Regions from separate parts of the Gossypium hirsutum genome. Here region 1 is linked to region 2. Evidence: chromatin contacts called from public Hi-C data. All regions are on one chromosome and are shown on one strand. Each heading gives the region's core, a stretch centred on a gene start, on an enhancer-like site or on the middle of the called end of the contact. The rest is flanking DNA. Distances are from core to core; before and after follow the strand shown.

Evidence for each region. Hi-C and Micro-C count contacts between places; a contact is called where the count stands out from the background.
Region 1: a contact with region 2 is called in a Hi-C map of leaf, with 1.6 times the contacts expected there. The contact joins the promoter of LOC107897552 here to the enhancer-like site in region 2. A contact is called at or near these places in 4 of 34 Hi-C or Micro-C datasets (leaf and seedling).

The regions. Positions count from the first base shown.
Region 1 is chrA11:55,768,742-55,774,404 of Gossypium_hirsutum_v2.1, forward strand. It overlaps LOC107897552 (receptor-like cytosolic serine/threonine-protein kinase RBK1), which reads right to left and starts at 2,819. Exons shown (of 8, transcript XM_016823043.2): 1 at 2,517-2,819; 2 at 1,961-2,407; 3 at 1,222-1,479; 4 at 970-1,124; 5 at 786-865; 6 at 567-702; 7 at 337-486; 8 at 1-245. The coding sequence starts at 2,529. The coding sequence ends at 87.
Region 2 is chrA11:55,595,180-55,600,894 of Gossypium_hirsutum_v2.1, forward strand. No RefSeq gene overlaps it. Among protein-coding and RNA genes, the nearest start is that of LOC107898609, 20 kb to the left of the region's middle. Within about 2 kb of position 3,887, at least 8 of the 9 cell types and tissues checked have an H3K27ac peak or open chromatin away from gene starts, as enhancers often do. A contact at or near this core is called in leaf, where this site is marked.

The sequences.
Region 1 (5,663 bases), core at 1,569-4,068, 170 kb after region 2:
AATGGATTTTTATCTACAACACACCCACCCCAGCAGGGCCATTACTCTTATCTTTGTTTCAAATTTTCAGACAACAACTAAGCCTGTCACTCCATAACCAGTTGCTTATGACGATTTAAGTCATTTAGGTAGCTGGTTCGACTATAATCTTGCAAATCCAAGCTGTCTGCAATTATTCCTCTCTCACCACAACATTTCAGCTCACCCTCTACCGGACTCTCTTTGTTCTTCAGCAACTCCACAACCTGAAAATTGCAAAGAATTTAGCGGTTCCTGCCATGCTCCGAATGGAAAACAAAGGGAACAAAAGGAGATGCTTTTGAATTCGTTTCGTACCCTTATCATGGTTGGACGCTTACTGGCCGAGTGATTAATGCACATGGAAGCGGTTATCATTGTACGTTTCATTTCACTTGGATCATAATTGTCTCCTAGCCCAGGATCTACCAATTCCTTTACTTCGTTCTGTTGTAGGAGCGGTTTTGCCTGTAAACAAGACAACAAATAAGTTCATAATATCATTTCAAATGCTTTCGCTAGTTTGATGACTTTGGTGCAGAATGTACCCAAATCACAAGGCTTTGTCTGGCTGAATCGACTGCACGGCGACCTGTTATTATCTCCAGCAATAGAACTCCAAATGCGAATACATCAATCTTTTCATCAACGATTCCATGCATAAAATACTCCGGAGCTAAATACCTGAGATATTGGCCACACATTTACTGACTTTATGAAATTACCAATACTAGTAACGAAGAAGGGAAAGGGGCTGCATGCCTAACCCGAATGTTCCTTCAATGGGATGGACGACATGGTGAGGCCAATTTTCCGGAAGCCACTTTGCCAGACCAAAATCTGATATCTGCAACGTGAAGAAGAAATCAGAAGCTTGGTGTTTTCAACCAAATAGTATAAACTCAAGCCATTAACAGTGGAAAAATACACATATCAGAGCATGGAAAGCACCTGAGCTTCATAATCTTCAGTGAGGAGTATGTTAGAGGCTTTTATGTCTCTGTGTATAATGCGCCTCTGGCAGTCATAATGGAGATATTCCAATCCATCTGCAATCCCAATCGCCACCTTAAACCTAGTTTTCCAATCTAGGCGCTCGGGTGAACCTGTAGAGCGGAATGTTTCCTAGTTAGTCCAATGGTTATGTCATGGTTGACCCAAAAGTACAATTGCAGCCATTTTGATTAAACTCTTTTTTTGTACCAAAAAGCACAGAAGAAAGGCTGCCATGAGGTGAAAACTGAAGTACTAAGTGCAAGCCTCCATCGACGCTGAATCCCATTAAGCAAGCTGCATTAGGGTGATTTATGTGAGCAATAATCCCAAGTTCAGACAAGAAATCACTGGCCCTATCCTCTTCTTGTTTCTCATTCTTCATTAGCTTCTTCACTGCTACGATTTGACCATCAGATAAATGTCCTTTGTACACCTCCGCATGGCCCCCTTTTCCAATCAAATTCTCTGCAATGGAAGGATAGATAGAACCACAATTCATCAATAAAATACAACCAAAAACACAGGAAAGACAAGTCAAGTGAATTGTCAATTTCATGTCCCCATGATTAAAGGGGAACCATTAAGTCAATCAAAGTTCCAAGGATGTTACATGGCTCACAGCAAGGGTCATTTTCCAACATCAATTTCATTTCAACCCCCCAACTAAATTTCATTTTAGTCAAAAATTAAATAAATCTTTTCTTTAAACCAGTAAGTTGACTTCAATTGCAGACAAGTTTGACTGCCTGGCTGCCGATGTAATAATTGATAAATTCAACTAGAATTAAATATAAGAACGTTCAAATTTAACCAACTTTAAAAAGATTGTTTCATCTATATAAACCGGATTAGAAAAAACTGAACCAATTCATCTATCTAAAATTTCTAACTGCTAAAACTTTGGATTTAAAGAGAGGAAAATTAAGCTTGAAATGAAATTGCATACCAGGACTGAAATTATCAGTAGCAGCAGCAAGCTCTGAGTAGGTAAAATTTTTCCATGATGGTTTAGGAACTGGAATGGAGTTAATATCAACATGTTCTTCCTCAGAGGCATGTAGTTTTTCCAGTTTTGTCCTCCTTAAGTTCTTATCATTACTTGTCAGCAAAGGAATAAGAGAGAAACTTCTGACATATTTCTTCTTAACATTTCCAATTAAATTCTTCCATTGCAGACCATAAGAGTCTTTGTTCCCTTTCTGAAAAACAGGCTTCCTAGGAGAATAGGAACTGGAATTGCTGCTGCAGCTGCTGGTATCGGAGTCGGATCCCAGCACCGGAATCTCCAATACACATCTCGGTGATGGCTGTTCATTTACCGATGCACTTCTCATCTCCTTGGATTTCGATTCCTTTTCTGGAGTTTTCTCTTCCACTGTCTCTCTCCCTGTCTCTGCACCAATACAACAAAAACAAACCCACTAAAACATGAAAACTGTCGACAATAATATAAACAGAAAGAAACCCAAAACCCCAAAATGGAAAAGAAGCCTGAAAGGTACCTTCCATAGCCATTATCCAAGGCTTTTTTTCAAGTAATCAAAAGAAATATGAACAAAAACTTGCTATTTTTTCAATTCAATATTATGAACTTGAAAATGTTCTTGGATACATAACAAGCATTGAAATCCCACAAAAAAAAAAAGTTTTACATTTTCATGTTTTGAGGTGGGCTGACTTGTTTGGTCTTCAAGAAAAAAAAAGAAAGGGTATATCTTTTGAAGTTGGTAATTCTTAGAGACATCAAATCAAAAGCAAAGCTCAAAAAACCTGCAGTTTGATCAGAATGATTTGGAATCTCTCCTGTATTTATACAAACTTTTCTTTTCTTTTAAAGGGAAAAGGTATAATTTGAATTTCATCCCTATACTTTCTGAATATTAAAAAGTTGTCTTTTTTTAGTTTATTGAATTTCGTCTTTATACTCCACAAAAATTGACAAGCTAATTTAATTTTTGATAGTTACATGAATTTGAATAATTGATTTTCGTTAATATATTGCATATAAATTATTGAATGGTTAATTTTTTTGATTTTATGCATGTATTATTAAAATAATTATTTTTGTTTATAATTTAGATAAATGTTTGATAGCATTACCTAATTAAATTAATTTTTCCATTTTTGTAAAGGATGAGAGTTAAATTTTGACAATGTAATGTAAAGGACTAAGTTTCAAATTTCATAAAATAGAAGGATGAAATTAAAATTAGACCAAAAGAAACGCATTTAAACTTTGTATTATTTAAAGTTTCAAATCTTTTTATTATTAATTATTGATGAACAAAAGAAAATATTTTATTAATCCATCATATGTTCTGATGAAATCGTGACCGTTGGTTTTAGCGCTCGAGATTTCTGCCGCAACTACGCATGTAAAGGGGTGGGAGAAAAGTTAACGAACCGACCAACGGTTGGTAATTTTCAAGCGTTTCGGAGGGTATTTTGGGTATTATGAGGAATGTCCTTTTATGTGGTGGGAATTTTAATAAACCAAATATATATATTTATTTATTTTAGTGGATGGGATGCGGGTGTGGAGGCCCCCACGCCCGTACGATAACCGATGAAATGAAAGCTCCCAGGGCGGGAAGGATTAAGGGATTAGATTGATTAATTAAAATTAAAAAGGACAAAATTAGGGATATTAAAAGGGACGTTTTTTTGTTGCCATTTAATTAGATTTTGACCTACCTTTTATTTTTTTAACAAAAGAGGATAAGTTTGGAGCGTGGAATTTTATTATTTTATAAAGTATTCATTTTTTGCACAAATTCAAAAATAAATTATGAGAATATATGGGATATTTGAAATTTAAATAATATAGTAGACATTTGTAAATAGTGAAGTATTTTTGTTTTGGTAAATTATGATAATAGGGGGTAAAGTCTGAATAATTAATGCGACTAACACAATTTGAATTCAGATCACATTTGAGGCGGTGAACACTCTTAATTATCAAGCCTTCATATAAGGTTAAAATAATAAAGTATTTTTAAAATTTAGTATGAATAAGAACTTTAATATTAGGAATAATTGAATTTGATTCAGGCTAAATATTCGAAAAAGCCGTAAATGTAAACTTATCATCTCAATTAATTCACTGCTCTCACAACAGAAGAAAATTTTCATATCACAATTTAATTTGTATCATAATAATTACAATTAGCATAATAGTAAATTTATTGATTATAATCATTAAAAGAAATTAATGAAATTTAAAATAATTTATAAGATTTTATGATATTTGATTTATGAAAGGAAAATTATTGACGAGTTGTAAATGATTTTATATGTGCATATGAGATTAATAATTGTGATAAATATGATGACATTAAATTATTAAAATGTACTATTATTCCCAGTATTATTTTTGAAAATGCTACATTATTTTATTTAATTAAACGTGAAATTTTGTTTTTTTAGTTCATAGAATATAAAATTATTTAATATATTTGATTAAATTATGTTATAGTAATATTACATTTTGTGAAAAGAAATAACGAAGTAATTGTGTTAAATTATGACCACTTTTTTTGGTAGACATCAATGGGGAGGGGTTTTTTTTTTATTCAAGTTTGTATAATGGAAATTTTATATTTTTGGTCTCTTACGACATTTTTATTTGTTTTTGTCTTCCCTTTAAAACAATATTTTTGGCTTTTTTCCTATAGAGATTAAATAATCATTTTTTAAATCTAAATTATTCTTAAAAAAAATAGATACTCAATTAATAGACCACAATTTAAATTTACGTGATGCACTAATAATGGTGTAAATTTTATTTAAATAGACAATGTCATATTTATTGTTTTATTTTCATGTATATTTATTTAATATGTTACTGGTCAAGTTTTTTAACTCCACAAATATAGTTAAAAATTTGTTATATGTACTTAAGTAATGTTTAAATAAATAAATATGTGTGACATATTTAGATGTTCACTATAATTAATAGATTTAATTGAATTAAATGTAATTAGAGCACTCTCTGAAATCCTTTTTTTAATAAACCTTCCCATTTTTATTGCGGTTGAAAATTGGGGGATTTAGACTTGCAGTTAGACAACATGATATTTTTTTTCTTTTAAAGATGTAAATTTTTTAAAGTTAAGTTCATTAATTCATTCAATAAATAGAACCATATAATTCAGGGGAAAAACAACACTCATCGTAGATGATAAATGACAAGTTTCATCAATATAACAAAGACTTTAGTCTTAGCATGAATAGAACATTATGATATGTTGACAATTGACTTTGTCACAACTCAAGCACGACATATCTGGAGTGGTCACAATCATTTAATAGGAAAAGTAAATCAACCCCAAATGGTCCAAAGCGGTGAGTAAAAATCGACACAACAATTAAGCATTCACTAAATTAGAGAGGACGGCAACAAAATAATCCATAAAATCATTTGTAAAACAAAGGTTACATGCATAAGCAGGACTAAAAACACGTGCTACAAGAGTAAACAAAAACTTCTAAAACTAAAAACTTATTAAATAATGGAAAAACAAAAAAAATACAAAACTTAAGACAACATATGAGTCCAAATCGACTTGTGAAATCATTTATTATTCTGAAATACTTTCAAAACAGAAGCATATTAAGAAGCTGATGAAGAGCCACCCACTTTCCAAAAA
Region 2 (5,715 bases), core at 2,637-5,136:
AAGAAACTTAAATTCCAATCTTTCAATCAATCCAAAAGATGATCAAATACATCTAAAACATGTCAAAACTGTTAATATAACGACCTAACTCATGTATATTTATAGAAATCCAGCATAAATTTTCTAAAAAATTTATTTAAATATCATTCAAATCAATTCAAACTAGACCATATTATAATACATATGTTTGTATATATATATCAACCAATATTATCTTATACATCATTAATATTCACATCTCAAAATGAAATCAACAGACAACCTAGGTACATGCCATTTTCAAAAGAGAAAATACATCGCCACGTATTTCAGTTCGGGATCGGCTTGGATGCTAAGTCGTTAGTCACTTTCGTACCTAACTTGAGCACGAAAATAAATCGTACGCTGAGTATGCACTCAGTGTCATTTGTATAAACCAACACTTAAATCAATTATTAACTCAAATGCATTTAAACCATAAAATTTCAATTTTGTAACAATAACTATATTCACAACTTATTCTCAATAAAACATTCAATTTTATTTAAAATCAATCAATATCAATGAGATATTTAGTATAGTAGTACAATCATTCAGTTGTTCAGTAGGTAGTTTACCCCTATTAACATAACTCGAACCTTGGCAGATACACGGATCTAACCAACACACGAGTACGGCACTCAGTGCCTCATTGGCTTTGCCGTAGTAAACAGTAACAGTACGGTACTTAGCACCTCATCGGATTAAACTGAAGTAACAATAACAGTACAACACTTATAGTGCCTCATCGACTCGAGGTCGAAGTATCCCTGAACACTTCCAATCCTATGGCATGCCAACTATATCCGACTTAGCCCGACACTGTTAAGAGGATATTCATTTCACTTTCAGTTTTCAAATAATAATGAATTCACACTTCGATTCAATATTCTCAAATATATAATTCGATTCAATACAAAAGTAACAATTCTTACCTCTATTTCACTTACCATACAATATATAATAAAAACAATAATTAATTATTAAGTTCGGTTTATAGAAATACAAACCATAATTCTCAGATTACTCTTCGTCAACCTTCTCTTTTCCTTTCTTAGTCGATGTCTCTGGTACTACGTTAGCTACGGAAATTAAACAATTTACACTATTAATACATCATTAATTCACAATAAATAATTGAATTTCTATTTAATTCAAACCTTAATTTCAATTTGATCCTAATTAACTCTTTTACTTTTATCACTCAATTCATATTTCATTTCTATTCAATTTCCTATCATATTCACCCTAACCATCAAATATTCATGGTAAAACCCTAATCTCAAGTTTTTTTAAATTTAGTCCCTCTAACATAAAACTTATAGCTTCTTTTACAATTTAATCCCTTAATTAATTCTAACTTGATATTCATTCAATTAAATCCCTAATTCAACAATTTGTTCAACATGAACAATGCTTAAAAACCTATAAACCTCCAAAACCTCAAGTTTATTCCAACAAAAATTTGTTCTAAAGCTTCTAAAACATAAAAATTACAAAAAAAGGGGACTAAATTGACTTTCCAAATTAAGCTTCAAACCCTAAAACTTAAATTTTCCCTTTTCTTTTTCTTTCCTTCTTTTTCTCCCATGTTCTTCTCTGTTTTGTCTCTTTACCTTCTCTTTTTCTAACTTTATTTCATTTATTTTATATTATGTTTTATTATATTATTATATTATATTTTAGTAATAAATATTATTAACTAAAATAATAAGTAAATACATACATGTATTACAAATGTATGTATAATATTTATTACACATGTATTTAAATTTTACCATACATGTGGCACTTATGGCTTAATTGCTAATTTAGTCCCTTAATTTTTCTTTATTCAAAAATTCAACTTTCACACTTTATTCAATCTAGTCCTTACACTAAATTAACCTTAACTCAAACTAATTCATCTAGCCAAAATCTAATTAATCACTCAACTAATATTCGTAAATATTTCTAATAAATATTTACGAACCCAATTTATGAGAACAGTAACCCAGAAACACAATTTCTGATACCCATAAATTTTGAGTCATTACATTGTTAATTTAAAGTATAATCTTATAGCATAAGGGGGCGAATTATATGAAATACAATTTGGCCAAGGAACGAATGTTATATAATGTGGATACCAAATTTAAAATACATAATAATTTATATATAAAACTCAAAAATCTAAAAATTCCAAGGGGGCAACCACCCTGCACCCCTTGGATCCATCCCTACTAATAAGTCCATCGTTATCAAACTTAATATTTTAACCTAATAAACTCCCAAGCTTGACACTGCCTACAGTGTCACGTTTAGCTCACCAAGCTTCCAGCCCCCCATTTCAATCCAACATAGCACCTTTGACTTCGGAAAGCCATCTTTGCCAAACCTGAATCTGAGATCGTCACAACAGTTGCACCGCCATCTCCTTCATCAAATACAACACCATCAGGGTTAAAACATCTTTGCCTAGGAGCTTATTTGCCACCAGCTTTTTCAATGAACTTTAGAGTCTGTTAGATTCTTATAACATATTCAACTTGCTATCCTCCTTTTTGTATGTGTATAAATACCCTCATCATGTACTCAATCAATCAAGCAATATTTTTAAGGATTATTTACAAAGTTTAGCATGTTCATGTTTACTTTTGTATGAGTTTCTTTCATGGTATCATCCACCGATTCCCAAGCTAATTTCCACTATGCTCCATGGCTACCATTTCACCGGATGTGTCCACAAATGAAGCAATGTCCCTGAGGAACTCTGCTCTTGTCCATAACTCGTCTTTATCGTGCTTTCCTGATAGAGAAAGAACCTGTTGAATGGTGTAATCCTTCCCTAAAATCAAGAAAATAAATCTTAGAGAAGATACTTTCGTTCAATGGCAACACCAACTAAAACTCATTATAGATGGATATGGCCTTACCGATTATGTTAATGACACTCTTTCAACTCTGTATCATTTTGTACCGGATCTAGAAAGGAAGTTGGTCTCTAATCAACAAGATAAACTTCTTACCTCTTAGCTCTTATCCACAATCAGTGGCAAAATCTTATTGTATTTTACAGGTGCTACCATTACACACAAAGTATGGAGCAAAATGACTCAATTATTTGTTGCTGTCTCTAGTGCCAAAATCTCACGGCTAAAGCATGGCTTGCACTCTTTGAAGAAAGGTTATTTATCTGTTAAAGAGTACTTGGCCAAAATAAAAAAAATGTATGTGATCTTCTTACTGCCTCGGGTCATTTTATTCCGGATACCCACCAAGTTGACATAGTGTTAGCAAACCTTCTAGTGGAGTTTGAGGTCGTGGCCACCATTACATCATTTGCGCCGGACCTCTGAGGATGGATCGCTTGGTTGACATTCTTCTTAAATGTGAGAATCAACAAAAGCATTTTGTGGTTTTGGTTTAAGCCAATCTTGTGTACCACACAGTTTTGCTTATTCCGGTTTCTCCTTCTGACTTTGTGCCTCCATTTCGCTCAGTGGGCTCTTTTTCAAGAGGTAGTAATAGTTTTTCTCGAGGTCGTGGTCAGAGTTCTAGGGGTTGTCCTCAATGTCAGCTTTGTGGTCGACTTGGCCACCTTGTTCAAAGGTGTTTCTACCAATTTAACAGAGATTTTGATGGTTTTTCAGCGCCTTCTTTGTCTCAAGGTTTGGAGGATATTTCGATGGCTGCACCAATGCTAGGGGGTTTTTTGCCAATAGCTTTTTAGGGTTTCCTTCAAGCCCTCATAATTTTCCTCATTTCTCTTATGACCCGATCTATTCATTAAGACCAACGACCCAAATAAATCGTGTTGCTTATGGGTATGGACTTCAGGCTGTGTTCGGGATTAGGGATTCATTTGTTGGGTCTGTTGTTGGGCTCTTGAATAATGCTAGGCCCGTGTTTTTGCATAATACTGTAGCTGGGTCTTCGGTGCTGCCAAGTACTACTGCTGGGACGTATTTGTCTCCTACCACTGGGCCTGTTTTGTCAACTAGGGTTGTTGGGTTATGCCTTTCTAGTGCTGCTGGGCATTTCGACCGAATGATGCTACTAGGCCCTTATTATCACATGTTGCTGGGCTTATCCATACCTTATCCAAATAGCCTGACTCGGGTGCCACCAATTATGTATGTCAGGAGGCATCATTATTGAATAATTTGAGTGAATATTCAGGGAAAATTCCTCAGCTTATGGGTGATGGTATAAGTTCCCAAAGATTCAAAAAAAATTACTCTCGATTTCTCAATTTGCTAGGAATAATAATGTGTTTTTCGAGTTTCACTCGTTTCATTTTCTTATAATCGATATACAGACCTAGAAAATTTTTCTTCAAGACCACACATATGAAGGATTGTATCTGTTTTCTCTGATGCCGTCTTCCTTCAATATGAGTTCTGTTCAAGGTGCTGAAATGTCTTTTGACAATGTAGAATTGGGCACTAGTTCCTATTTGCCTTCTAAGTGTAATTTGTTTAAGTTGTGGCATTGTCAAATTGGGCACTCGTTGTCGAGTATTGTCAGTTTAGTTTTAAAAACTTGTAATGTTTTTGTTAATACTAATAAATTTCAGCATGTATGTTCTACTTGTCAGTAAGGGAAGTCGCACAAGTTACCATTTTCAGCTTCTATCACAGTGTATCATCATCCATTTGATTTAGTTGTTTCTGACCTATGGAGACCTCTTGCTTCTATTAATTGTGGGACTAGTTGGTATTATGTTTCATTTGTTGATGTTTGTAGCCGGTTTACATGGTTCCTTCTTATCCCAAAAAAGTCTCAAGCTGTTGGTTGTTTTGTTCGTTTTCAGAAGATGATTACAGTTCAGTTTGGCAAAGATATGAGTGACTGGAGTGGTGAATTTCGCTCTTTTACTTCCTTGTTGGCTTAGCACAAAATTCTCCATTGTGTTGCGTGCCCACTCACATTCGAGCAAAATAAGATTGTTGAAAGAAAGCACCATCATATAGTGGAAGTTGGGCTCACATTACTAGCTTAAGCCCATTTTCTAATGAAGTATTGGGGATATGCCTTTTCATGTGCTATGCATTTGATAAATCGATTGCCCACTTCGGTTCTTCAAAATTAGTCTCGTATTTGGTGCTTTATGGTACTCCTCCGAAATATGATCATCTTCCTGTTTTGGGTGTTGTTGCTATCCGTACCTTCGATCGTTTAATCAACATAAGTTAGAGTTTCGATCTCACCCATGTACTTTTCTTGGCTACAATTCTCATCATAATGGCTATCAGTGTCTTGCTCCGGATGGACGTGTGTTTATTTCTTGACACCTGAAAGAAACTCATATAAAAGTAAATATGAACAAACTCATACAAAAGTAAATATGAACATGCTAATCTTTATGAATGAACCTTGAAAATATTGCTTGAAAGGTAATTGGCATATTCATGTTTACTTTTGTACGAGTTTCTTTCATGAATCATTCCAACCCAACAAATGCAATTTAATATTTTAAAAAATTGACCTTAAGCAACAATGAGTAACGTGGCCAAATATAGGGATGACATATAGACAAATAGAAAAACAACACATGTCTTACTTTTTAATTATTCTAAAAAATTTAAAATATATATATTCAAAAAATAAACAAATCTTTAAAATATATATAATATATTTATTATGAAAATTCTAAAAATTAAAGATATATAATTAAAAAATAAAAATTAGTTAAAAAAAGAAACATGGAAAATA